Linked DNA regions of Macaca mulatta: region 2 is linked to region 1. A link is a contact called in public Hi-C data. All regions are on one chromosome and are shown on one strand. The core of a region is the stretch at or near the end of the contact, and the rest is flanking DNA. Distances in the headings are between cores, read along the strand shown.

What was found. Hi-C and Micro-C count contacts between places; a contact is called where the count stands out from the background.
Region 2: a contact with region 1 is called in a Hi-C map of cortical neurons, with 2.8 times the contacts expected there. The contact joins the promoter of BLMH here to the promoter of NSRP1 in region 1. A contact is called at or near these places in 4 of 14 Hi-C or Micro-C datasets (cortical neurons, fetal cortex germinal zone, fetal cortical plate and 1 more).

Annotation. Positions count from the first base shown.
Region 1 is chr16:38,863,494-38,870,864 of T2T-MMU8v2.0, forward strand. NSRP1 (nuclear speckle splicing regulatory protein 1) reads left to right here and starts at 1,898. Exons shown (of 7, transcript XM_077970729.1): 1 at 1,898-2,417; 2 at 3,149-3,242. MIR423 (microRNA mir-423) reads left to right here and starts at 2,164; the gene lies at 2,164-2,257.
Region 2 is chr16:39,035,910-39,042,417 of T2T-MMU8v2.0, forward strand. BLMH (bleomycin hydrolase) reads right to left here and starts at 4,060. Exons shown (of 11, transcript XM_077970734.1): 1 at 3,922-4,060; 2 at 3,421-3,618. The coding sequence starts at 3,480.

The DNA.
Region 1 (7,371 bases), core at 648-3,147:
AATACAACTTTACTATACTGAACACCACTGAATTGTACACTTTAAATGAATGAATTGTACGATATGTGAATTACTGCTCAATAAAAATTTTAAAAAAGATTTTTAAAAATATTAGACAGAAATCCGAATCTACACAAAGACATGGAAACATGAGAAATGATAAATACGTGGGTAAACATATTTTTCCTATTCAAAAAAATCTTTTTAAAAACGAATTTACTTTTTATAGCAAAAATAATTTATCGTGCATTTACGACATAGTGACAATAGCACAAACTAGGAGATAAAATGGAAGTATACTTTTGTAAGCTTCTTATACTATACAGAAAGCGGTAGATTCTTACTTTAAGGTAGACTGTGATAAGTTTAAGACATATATTAGAAACCCTAAAGCAACAGCTTTAAAAAATAACAAGCAAAGAAGTATGGTCAATAAACCAACAAAGGAGGCTGAAGCATGAAAATCATAAGCTGAATCACAGTTGGGAAAAGTAGAAAACAGCAATCATACTTTTTTTTTCTTTTTTTTGAGATGGGGTCTGGCTACGTTGTGCATGCTGGCCTCAACCTCCCAAAGTGCTGGGACTACAGGCCTGAGCCACCCCACCCAGTCTGCAATCATAGTCACTTTAATGAAAACGTTTTAAACATCCAAATTAAACGGAAGAGACTGTCAGACTGGATAAAAAAGACCCAACTATATTCTGTCAACGTGTGATCCAATTTGAATATAAATACACAGATTAAAATAGGTTGAAAAACATACACTATGCTAGCATTAATCAAAAGAAAGCCAGTTATATTTAGAGCAGACCAAGCAAAGAATAAAGGAAGAAAGAGGGCCACTTCTTAATGCTATAGAGGTTAATGCAAGAGAACATAACAATCCTAAATGTTTACATACCTAAGTTCAAAATACATGACACAAACTGATAGAATTGAAAGGAGAAGCAAATTCACAATTATAGTTGGAGACTTCAACATCCTTCTCTCAGTAATTGATCTCTTTGGCTGCTCTGAGACTAGTCTGGAATGAACCAAGAGTGAATGAGTGCACAGATGTGGGTAGAGTTTTCAAAAAGGTATCATATACGGGCCGGGCACGGTGGCTCATGCCTGTAATCCCAGCAATTTGGGAGGGCGAGTCGGGCGGATCACCTGAGGTCGGGAGTTCGAGACCAGCCTGACCAACATGGAGAAACCCCGTCTGTAGTAAAAATACAAAACTAGCCGGGCCTGGTGGCACATACCTGTAATCTCAGCTACTCGGGAGGCTGAGGCAGGAGAATCGCTTGAACCCAGGAGGTGGAGGTTGCGGTAACCGAGTTCGCGCCTTTGCATTCTAGCCTGGGCAACAAGAGCGAAACTCCGTCTCAAAAAAATAAACAAATAAAAATAAAAAATAATTTTGGTCCCATGTAAGGTATTATTAATACATGGATTTTCATTTTTCGCCTAATTATCCTGAACCAGTTAAACTGAACACTTGGAAGTGGGTAGGGGGAATATCGATAGCCATGGCCGTGGTTTTCAAACTTGAGTATCAGAATTACCCGCGGGTTAAAATTCAGATAACTCTCTCCACTCCAAAACTTCTGATTCGGCGGGTTTGGGGTGGTGCCCGAGAATTTGTCATTTTAACAATATCTCCCGTTGTGGTGATGCCGCTGGTCGCAGAACCACACTCTGGAACAACTGGCCTAGAACGTTGTCATTCTTTTCTCCTACAGATTTTGAGGCAGCCGGTGGGCTCCGAAACAAAACAGAGGCCACGGGATCCGATTCCCAGTACGGTGGAAGTGACTCAAACCAGCCACTCAACAGACAAGCAGAATCCGGGCCACCCAAAGCCGCGCGAGAGTTTAAGTGACGTCATCGGCGTCAGCGTCACGGTGGCGTCGGCCACGTTCAGCGGACACGGGAGCAAGATGGCGATTCCGGGCAGGCAGTGAGTGATGCGGGAGTTAGGGTCAGGCTGGGGGATGAGAAACTACGGCGACTGTGTCTTTGGCCGAGGAGTTTTAAATGCGCTGGAAGTGAAGGGACTGTGTCTTCAGGGGTACAGACGGGAAAAAACGAGAAATCCTGAGGAACGTAGATTCCCCTCCCCCGTACATTTTCCAGGATGGAAGCTCGAAGTTTGAGGGAGAAACTTGTGAGGAAATAAAGGAAGTTAGGCTGAGGGGCAGAGAGCGAGACTTTTCTATTTTCCAAAAGCTCGGTCTGAGGCCCCTCAGTCTTGCTTCCTACCCCGCGCTTGAGTTTCTCCCCGCTTGGATGCTCTCAGGGGCAGTGTGAAGAGAGACAATTCCTGGCTTCCTTAGAGGGCCTTGTTCTCCTTGGCAGAAGCTCAAGTCCTGATTCCCGCCCTTCCTTCTCGTTTTAGGAATATTGTTCTGAGAAGCCACAGAAAAAGGGTAGGCATATAGGAAATTGGGATATACGTTGCCGCAAAAGAGACAAATACTGTACGTACTTGAAAGGTTTACCTTTGATGTGTAATCCTTAGTTTTGATGCGGCCTCCCGTGATCTCCGCATCTTAAAGGCCAAAACGTGAGAAACTGAAGGAGGTGGATCTGATGGGATGGTTCGCTTAGCAAAGCACGTGATCTTAATAAAGTGTAATGCGAACTTGCCCCATGGCTACTTGGGTTTCTCAGTTAATCTTTTAAAAATTTTAGTGAGTTACACTATCCAGTCAGTTCTTAGAAACTGTATAAATACACAGTAGGAAAAAAAAAAATCTGGCCGTTTTCTTGACTTGTTAGACCACAAGGATAATTGAAAGCATTTTAAAATCTTTGGTGGACATGAACTAAACTTTCCACTACACATTTTTTTAAAAAAATGTTACCATCACTTCGCCATCTTAAAACATTTCTGAACTTTTCATTTACTTCTCTTCTTTGATAAAAATGATATTCGAGTTTGGCCCGTGTCCACAAATGATCACTTAAAGTAATAATTATAGACTCTTACGGCATGTTAGAATTTTGACATTACTGAGAAGCAGAAACAGTCTGTTATGTGTTCATAAAGCTTATGACATGTTTTGATTTGGTAGCTTCATGTGGAAGAGATAGTAGATGTATTTGTTAACATTTAAACATAATGGTTTAATTTCTATTTCAAAAAAAATATATGCAGGTATGGGCTTATTTTGCCAAAGAAAACACAGCAGTTGCACCCTGTTTTGCAAAAACCATCAGTGTTTGGGGATGATTCTGATGATGATGATGAGGTAAGGAAACCTATGTTTTACTCGTACATTGTTGGAAATGTAAATTTTTTAAAAATTGAACTTGCGACTCTGATACCTTTGCCTTTGTTATTTGTCAGTACAGTGAAGTATAATTTACAGAACTCTCAAAAAGGAATGTGTAAAGAAAGCAGCTCCACCGATTTTTTAAAATATTTTTTTCCCTCTAAAAGCTGTGAACTTTACCTTTAAACAAATACACAGTCTTTTCAGACTACTGAAATTGTCATAACAAAATTGTTGGTGTAAAGATCCCTAGGTATGAAAAAAAAAAAAGATCCCTAGGTATGAGTTATTAAGATGTCACCAATTTCCTACAAATTTTTATTAGCAAAAGCAGTTTTTAATTTGTTAACCATGAGCTAAGATCACTATATAACAGTTCTTAACAACACTACTTTTTTTAAATTCAGTGTCTGCCAAATGTAATTGCTCAGTTATAATCATGGTAGTAAATAGTTACCCTTGATAGTACTACAATAACATCTAATATAAAAATTTTCTATTACTTTGGGAGGCCGAGATGGGTGGCTCACGAGGTCAGGAGATCGAGACCATCCTGGCTAACACAGTGAAACCCCACCTCTACTAAAAAAAATATAAAAAACCTAGCCAGGCGAGGTGGCAGGCACCTGTAGTCCCAGCTACTCAGGAGGCTGAGGCAGGGGAATGGCATAAACCTGGGAGGCGGAGCTTGCAGTGAGCCGAGATCCGACCACTGCACTCCAGCCTGGGCGACAGAGCGAGACTCCGTCTCAAAAACAAACAAAAAAAATTTTCTATTTTAGCAGCCAAAACTTTTTCTGTGAAACTCACAGTTATATATCAGAAACGACCACAAATGTGTGCTTTTCTTTTCTTTTTTTTTTTTTTTTTTTTTGAGTCTTGCACAGTTGCCAAGGCTGAAGTGCAATGCCGTGATCTCGGCTCACTGCAACCTCCGCTTCCTGGGTTCAAGCTATTCTCTTGCCTAAGCTTCTTGAGTAGTTGGGATTACAGGCACCTGCCATCATGCCCACCTAAGTTTTGTATATTTTTAATATTTTTTGTAGAGACAGGGTTTCACCATATTGGCCGGGCTAGTCTCGAACTCCTGACCTCAGGTGATCCACCTACCTCAGCCTCCCAAAGTGCTGGGATTACAGGTGTGAGCCACCACGCCCAGTAAATGTGTGCTTTTCTAATACTCCTGTCATGTTTTAATATTTTTTTTTCTTTTTTTTTTGAGACAGAGTTTCGCTCTTGTTACCTAGGCTGAAGGGCGATGGTGCAATCTTGGCTCACTGCAATCTCTGCCTCCTAGGTTCGAGTGATTCTCCTGCTTCAGCCTCCCGAGTAGCTGGGGTTACAGGTGCCTGCCACCATGCCCGGCTAATTTTCTTTTGTTGTTGTATTTTTAGTATTTTTTGTATTTTTAATATTTTTTGTATATTTAGTAGATTTTCCTGCCTCAGCCTCCTGAGTAGCTGGGATTACAGGTGCCCCACCACCACGCCCAGCTAATTTTTATATTTTTAGGAGAGATGGGGTTTCACCATGTTGGCCAGGCTGGTCTTGAACCCGACCTCAGGTGATCCACTCACCTCGGCCTCCCAAAGTGCTGGGATTACAGACGTGAGCCACCGTGCCCAGCCTCTTTTTTTTTTTTTTTTTTCAGATGGAGTCTCCCTCTGTTGCCTAGGCTGGAGTGCAGTGGTGCAATTTCAGCTCACCGCAACCTCTGCCCCCTAGGTTCAAGCGATTCTCCTGCCTCAGCCTGCTGAGTAGCAGGGATTACAGGAACGCACCATCCCACCTGGCTAATGCTTGTATTTTTAGTAGAGGTGGGAATTCACCATGTTGATTAGGCTGGTCTCAAACTCCTGACCTCAGGTGATCCACCCACCTTGGCCTCCCAAAGTGCTGGGATTACAGGCATGACCCACTGCGCCTGGCCGTTTTTCAGTTTTTATTATATAATAGCATGGGTAGATAATTGAACATATTTGATATTTCTTTGCTACTTTTGAAGACATTGGCTCTGTGGCTCACACTTGCTAAAAATTGAGGTATCATTTACATATAAAATTCTCAGATTTTAAGTGCTTGATGATTTTTGACAAATGTATATGCCCCAATCAAGATTTAAAACGTTTCGCTCTCTCCCAAAAGGCCTTCCATACCCTGCTGCAGTCAGTGTACCTCTCCACTTGCTGCCCTAGACAAGTGCTTGTATTTCTATCACTAGATTAGTTTCGCCTGTTACAGAATTTCATATAAAAACTATCATACAGTATGTACTCTTTTATGTCTGACTTACTCCACTCAGTATAATGCCAGATTTATCCACTAGTTGTAGAATCACTTTTTTCTTAAAATGGATTTTTTCCCGCTTAACAGTGACTTAAGTTTTTCTTCCATTTTTCTGTTTTTATTTCTTCATAAAATTTTAGAGTAATTGACATAAGAACTAAATCAAGGTTACTAGTTAAATCTCCATTTCTGCGTAGCCAACTAGAATATTTTCAAATGGAATATTGAGGAAGTTACTAATTACAACTTTTGAATTTTTAATTATGTTGTTTCATTAATAAATATTTAATACCTACTATAGGTTAAGAGTTGATCAGTTTTGCACCTGTAACCTCTGTACTTTTTATTATGTAGTACCCTTTTAACAGTTTTTTTGGGACCATATATAGTGTTGCTTTCAACCAGTGTCTAGTCTAGTGGGGAAGACGGACATGTGAATATGAATATAAAGCAGACTGAAATTTGAAAAGGAAACTAATATACTGAGGATTCCTGTGTGCTTGTTATACTTTATTTGATCTTCAGGATCACTCTGTGATGTATTATTTCATTTTACAGGTCAGAAAATTGAAGCTCAGGTTAAGTAATTTGTTCAAGGCCATGTGGCTGATAAGTAAGTGTCAGGATTGGGATTTGAACACAGGCGTATCTGACCTTCAAACCTATACTATTCGTTCTTCTGTCTTGCCTTGTTTTAACAATAGAGTTACAGAATGTGAATGAAAAGTAGAGAATGAAATGATTCACTTTGCAGGAATAAGCATTTAAATAACATTCAAGGCTGGTTTAGATTTAAATAGGCAAAAATAGAGGTGGAAATAATTTCAGTTGGGAGAGAACAGCAAGAAATACAGAATGGCATACAAGTACAAGGCATTTTTGTGGAATACTGTGGCTGGAGAATAGGGTGTATAGGAAAAAAGTGTTGCAGATGAGGTGGTAACAGGATTGGGCCAGATTGTGGAGTACCTTAAATTTTTTGTATAAAATTTCAACTTTATATTTTTAAGTAGTTTTTGAGGAATTTGGTAATATTATCACACTTTTACCTTAGGAAGATAACTCTTGAATTGTAAAGCAAAGAAAGGGAGAAATGAGAGATAAAGTTCAAAATGCTCGTTAGCAAAGCTTGTTAGAAGGCTTTTTTAGCAGTTCAGGTGAGAGATCTTAACCTAGGTTGAGGTCAGTGGGAATGAATGGGGAAAAATGTGAGAGATACCACAGAAATAAGTAGGACCTGGCAGCCACATTGAATATATGGGAAAGTAAAGAGATGAGTCCTTATGCAAGATCCTTTTTTTTTTTTTTTTTGGTCATCATTTTTCCTTGTTAAAAAAATGTGTAATTCACACACTGTATACTTTACCATTTTAAAGTGTACAATTCACGGTTTTTTGTTTGTTTGTTTTTTTGAGACGGAGTCTCGCTCTATCGCCCAGGCTGGAGTGCAGTGGCACAATCTCAGCTCACTGCAACCTCTGCCTCCCAGGTTCAAGCAATTCTCCTGCCTCAGCCTCCTGAGTAGCTGGGATTACAGGCACCCACCACCAAGCCCAGCTAATTTTTGTATTTTTAGTAGAGATGGGGTTTCGCCATGTTGGTCAGGCTGGTCTCGAACCCCTGACCTCGTGATCCACCTGCCTCGGCCTCCCAGAGTGCTGGGATTATAGGCGTGAGCCACCGCGCCTGGCCAATTCACTGATTTTTAAGAGTTGTGCAGGCATCACCACTATTTAGAACATTTTCCTCACCCAGAAAGAAACTGTGTACCCATTACCATCACTCCCCATTCTCCCCACCCCTAAACCCTGGCAGACAC
Region 2 (6,508 bases), core at 2,810-5,309, 170 kb after region 1:
GAATGGAAGCCTCATAACATTCAGACAAGAAAAGATCCAGCATCGCCCTGAAACAAGAAAGCACATCAAGAAATTATGAGGGTTCACACAGACTGCACTGCTCCAACTGTTATTTCCCACCAATGAACTCATGACAAGATCTGGACAATTCAGAAAGAGTAAATCAGAAAGAGCAGAAAAATTAAAAACAAAACAAGAAAGGTGGTAATTATTATTAGCAATATATGTGCAAAGGTTTAATATCTTTAACACAAAAACACTCTTTACATATAAAATAAAGAATCCATTACATATCACCCAAGAAAATCACATTAGAAAAAGAAACATAGCTAGAAAACTGTGAACAGAGACCACAAATAGATCATTCAGTGGCCAAAAAAGATACAAATGACAAAGAAGCAGTTGTAAAAGTTAATGATAAAGACACCTGTTAAGTGGGGAAAGATCATTTCTTATTTCATTTGGGGAAATAAACATCATTATCAATCTCGATAGGAATCTAAATAGGCATAAAATACCTGAATGCAATTTGGCAGTACCTAGCAAAAGCTTTAAAAAGTCCCTACCCATCCGGCGGTGGCTCACGCCTGTAATCCCAGCACTCTGGGAGGCTGAGGCGGGTGGATCACCTGAGGTCAGGAGTTCGAGACCAGCCTGGCCAACATAGTGAAACCCTGTCTCTACTAAAAATACAAAAATTAGCCGGGCAAGGTGGCGAGCACCTGTAATCCCAGCTACTCAGGAGGCTGAGGCAGGAGAATCACTTGAACCCAGGAAGCAGATGTTGCAGTGAGCCGAGATGGTGCCACTGTACTCCAGCCTGGGTGACCGAGGGAGACTCCGTCTCAAAAAATAAATAAAAAATAAAAAACCCCTACCCTTTAATCTGGAATATGCGTTCCAATATGCTTCAATATAGGGTGATTGTATATGCTTCCGTATAGGCTGACCTTAACGTAAGTCAATACTCCATTCTCCTAGTGATAAGCCAAAAAAGTGGAGATATTTCCCTAACTGGATTTTATAAACACTTCGAAACATATAGGAATAGTAAATTGTCTACCCATAATATTTTAATAAATTTTTTTTAGGAGACAGAGTCTCACTCTGTCACTCAGGCTGGAGTGCAGTGGTGCAATCTCAGCTCGCTGCAAACTTCGCCTCCTGATTCTCATGTCTCAGCCTCCTGAGTAGCTGGAATTACAGATGCGTGTCACCACACCCACCTAATTTCTGTACTTTTAGTAGAGCCAGGGTTTTGCCATGTTGGCAAGGTTGGTCTCGAACTCTTGACCTCAAGTGATCCATCTGCCTCCGTCTCCCAGAGTGCTAGGATTACAGGCATGAGCCACAGCACCCGGCCAATATTTTATAAATTTAAATATATACTTAAAATCATGTTAACATAAATTGATTTAGAAGTACTGTTTTTCCTACTTCACATTTCATTTCCACACTGATTCATACTCTTCACATGTACCTAGCCATCAGTGTCTGTGCCATCATTAGATCCACTCTTTCAGTCAGCACACGTCATCTCTCTTCCTCTAGTATGTTTGAGTCAATGTTTTGAATCCATGCATGATGCTGTCCCTGAAAATTCTATGCCAAGCATCAACTATATAATCAGATTCTTCATTTGTCCTGTATGTGTATAATCACAAACTCCATTATCACCACTTCCTGTTCTGACTTACATGATCTTTAAAAGGTCTATTTACAATGATATGCAACATCAATTTATTCTAATTTGTCGCCTTTTAAAAAAAGCTGATTCAATCAAAGGATCTCTGTAAGCATGCAAAGGTAGTACGCATCTGAGGTTTTTCAGAGTAACGTCTTCTCCAAATTGTACTCTACTTCAAAATAAAGTAACTGAGAGCGCCCACTAGAAAAATCCTTTAAGGTCTTAAATATAGGGAAATTATCTCTTTTCTGAAGGAAAATTCTGAGGGAAAATCTTTGACTTGTATTGGGTATAACTTTTTTACTAATATGAAAATACGTTTATAATATATTGGTAAGTGAAAAAGATAGGTAGCTTACATAACAATGCATAAGGTATCAATCCACATTACACACACACACACACACACACACACACACACACACAGACCTGACAAATATACAGGAAAAATATTCACTTGGTATTTGCAAATATTCTACATTAAACAAAAATAATTTTGTAACAAGAAGAAAACTCTAGTTAACTACAGTGTTTTTTGAAAGTCACCAGTGCCTTACTATTAGTCTTTACCTTAGATTTACCTGTATGTCACCTCTCTTCTATATGCTATATATTTCTAGTAGAAGGGATCTGGATGCACTGGTGATGTGAAAACTGCATGAAAATAAACTACACAGCTCACATGCTATTTGGATCTTTTGTATATAAAAGTGACACTGCAAAATGTGTAAGACCTGACCTGTTCCCTAACAAGTCACTGCAATCTAAACTATGTAGGACCACTGTGACATTACTAACTGTATCATCTGTAGCCTGAGAGCCCATACCACTCCAAGCACTTTCTTCTAGAGCAAAACATTAATTATTGTAAGGTCTTGATTTTTTCCTTAACATTTAAAAAATCAACTTTATTCAGGTAAAATGTACATACAATAAAATGTACTCAAGTTAAATGTGTGCTTTGTGAGTTCTGACCGACTCTAAACAAGCACTGATGTGCTTCCTGTCCATATAGATAGACTGGGGGTCTTCAAGTAGATAAAGACTTTAAAAAAATCCTTTTAGTACAATTTTGTTGTGAGAATGTGCTCCTTATTTAGATTGTTGGATATCCAATCTTTCACTATACCTGTTTTTTTTCTGAGAGTGGTGCTAGAAAGCAGATAGCAAAACGAGACTTCTTGACTAGTAAGGCATGAGAATAGAACTTTTTTCTGTATTACAAATTGATCTACTGGTGGGAACTGAGCCCATCAGCACATTAGCTTCAACTGTAACCAAGAAACAAATTTAAAAGTAACATCTGATGACATTTTAATGTAATTACATTGTGTCTTTTCTATTTCATAGTATAGGGCCTTCAGGGCGTTTCTGGGGAGTCCTCCAAGGATATGAACCTTTTCACATATTCTGTTTTGTGACCAAAACCATGTATCTCCAAAACATGGGCTACAAACCACAAAACATCGGAACATAATATAGTCAATTACACTCAAACGTATACTCGTGGACATGTCACTTTAGTATTCTAACCACATGTGCTAACAAGCCACAGAACACCAAAACAAACCACATTGGTAATGTTCTTAGACCTGCCTGTACCTGTGCCTCACTCTCTAAGAATTTACAACCAGTTCTTTCAGTACGAATTTAAGACCACTCTCAAGTAAGACACCAAAATGGGACGCTGTCAGGAAGGTCAAGGAAAGTATGGGAGAAGTTGAAGCCCACACCTGAGCTCTTCTGGTTGGTGACTGGCTTGCCCTCCTGGGACACCGCGTGCTGGAACACATGCTGCGCGCGCTGCACCGTGGCCCGCTTCAGACAGATGTCCAGCAGGTCGTGGGTGGTCCCGACATTCTGGGCAAGTACGAACTGGGAATCAGAATTCAGTTTCTGTATCAGAGCAGCTACCTTCTCCGAATTCAGTCCTGTTGGGAGACCAAAACGGGATTTTAACGCCAAAAAGAGGGGGAAGAGGGCTGATCTGGGGCTCCCGCGTCCCGGATCTAACTTCGTAGGCGCATCCTGGGATGCCCGCTGCAGCGGGGAAGCCCATGAGCTGCATCCTCCTCCAAGGCGCTGTCTCCCTCCAGGCCGCTCCAGCTCGCCCCGAAAGCTCCCTCCCCGCCATCGCCCAGGGTCCCAGCCCCCGGCCTTCCCCGCCGCCGGGCCTCACGGGGACCGCGGAGCTCCTCCAGAGAGGACCGCGGCGGGGGACGGCGGCACCTCACCCGCGCTGCTCATGGCGCCCACGCTGCCCGGCGGCGTAACGGTAGCTTCCAGGGTCCTCGGGCGAGCGCCGGGGTTGCGCTGCGGCTCCCTGCCTAAAGCGCCGGACCTGCCTCTCGCACCCGGAGCGCCGGAAAAAGGAAACCGGCTTGGTGGTGGCGGCGGGGAGGCTGAGGCCGGGAGAAACGGGGTCCGCGGAGGGACAAAACTCCCCCCTCGCGTTGCTGACTCAGCGCCGTCGGGGCTGGCCCCGCCCGGGGGAGGGCCGACGGGGGCGGCCTCGCTGACGCGCCGGGTCAGCCAGTGCCGGGGGCCCGAGGCCGCGCCTGCCCCCGCGCACTACCGCGCAGTTGCTCTGCGAGGCAGGGCGGTGCCGGAGCCCTCGCCCCCTGGGTTCCCGCCTCCGGGCCGCGCGGGCGCCCTCTCGGTATCAGGCCCGCTCCGAGGAGGGAGGCTGACGTGTTCCCTACGGGCCCAGACCCCAAGTACTCTAGCATCGGGGAATCGTCCCCAGGAATCCTTGTGAGAAGCCAAAAGGGAGCTCGAGGCGGGAGGGAGGAGCTGAGAGGTCCCATAATTAAGCATCAGGCTTAGGACGGGTCACAAGGAATGCACCCGAAGGCTCTTCCTATAGGCTTCGTTTGCTGACCAATCACTGCATTCTCAATGGCAACTGGTTGCTTGGATTCTCGTCAGAAGCAAATAATTGTCTTTGAGGGGAAATTGGAACCAAGCTCTTTCCCACCCACTCCAAAGCTATTACCAGAGTTCTACAAATAGACAGCTGCTCATTTCAAGAACGCTACCCATTTGGTCTTAACGGAGTTCACGAGTGTCTCCTGTATAGTCCAGCATGTCCCGTTGGGTTTAACCTAGGAGGATGACAGAGGCTAGCCTTATGCCTCAATATTGTTTTGCCGAGTTCTCTACAAAACTAACTGATGCTTCCCCCTCTAGGCTTTCAAGATAACAGTTTCCCAAAGTTTTGAGATTGTAAAAACCTTGTTTTTGTTGATTCCGTTTTTCATGCCCCGAAATCTCAGCCCTTAGTAAGATGTTGGGCTAGAACCCAAAGAGGGTAAAACAAAAACACTGAAACCCTGTATCTGCTATTCAAAACAATAAGGTTTTGTGTGTGTGTGTGTGTAACCTAGAATCTAGGTCTTCTTAGGTTGAAAACCATCGCAGTTCTAAGGAACTCTGATATCTGGAAAAATCCATACTGAGGCACCAGTCATTCAAGAAAGCACAGTTTCTATGTCCCTAGAGAGACTCAGCTAAAAATTGGGGCTATAACATAGCAACTATTTTAAGTGGGCCCATCAACCATCGTATTCTGAGGTTCTTTCAATATCTGAAAAAGAAGAGGCTGAGAATTATACAGAAAGAAATCACTGGTCTTTTCACAAAATGATGTTCAAGCATCCTGTCCAATTCAAATAATAAATTTTTATTCAATATCTAACATGTACTATGCACTGGACAAACTACCGATGACATAGAGATGAACAAAACTTAATCTTGCCCTTAAGAAGCTCAGTGTAGTAGGAAAGAAATGCAAAACAACTTTTAGACTCTCTGTAGTAGCATACCAATAGCGCTGTAGACTGTAGAAGCAATGAGGAGAGCACCATCAATTAGGGCCAAAGGGTGCCTGAAAATAGAAGTGACAAGAGAGCATGATCTTGAAGAGTGGATGAGATTTTTATAAGTTAAAGAACAGGAGAAGGGCATTCAAGGCACCAACGAAGGCACAGAGAATAAAATCATGTTCGAGAAAGGGTGCATTATAATCGGATGTGGCTAAGAGCAAGGCATGTGTTGAGAGCAGAGGCAAGGTGTAGGACTGGAAAAGTGTGAGTTTGGGCCAAGATATAAAGGGTTTTATGTGCAATGCCTGAGCATCTAGACTTTATCTTATGGTTAATTAGAAGACAAAATGGGTTTTGAAACAAAGGAAAAACATGCTGAAGTCCGTGTAAAAAAAAAAAACCTGGTGGCAGTGGGGAGAGTGATTTGGAGGGGAGAGGCTCTGGAGATGGGGAAACTGCCTAGAAGGTTCTTCCAGTAGTGAACTTGGGAGAGGACAAAAGCCTTAAATTGCAGAAAGGGAAGAGGCATCGATAATCTTGAGGTTTTCAGCTGAATAAGAAAATGGAAGGTGGTATCATTAACCAAGAGAGGGCATACAGAAAAATAGGTATATTTGCATATTTGCAAGTGTGCAGATCTGAACTGAGTTTGGGCTATAGCAACATTAGGATGCCCACAGGACACCCAGGAAGAGAAGTTCAGGAGGTAGATGAAAAGATACCTAGAGATTAAGTGAGACACATAAGTTCAAGTTGGAACCATGGAAGTCAGCAGGGTTACAGAGGGAAACAGGATAGAGTGAGATAGAGATGAAGACCACAGATAGTGCCCTGGGCTGCAATGTGCAGTGGCACAGGGTGTTCATGGCACAAGGGCACCAGGCTGAGTGTGGTGAGTAGAGACTAAAATGCAGTCCAGGCTCTGCTTGCCAAGCCATGCACCCTGGCCAAGGCTGTGCACAGAGTATGATGTACCTTTCACTACTTTTTTTTTTTT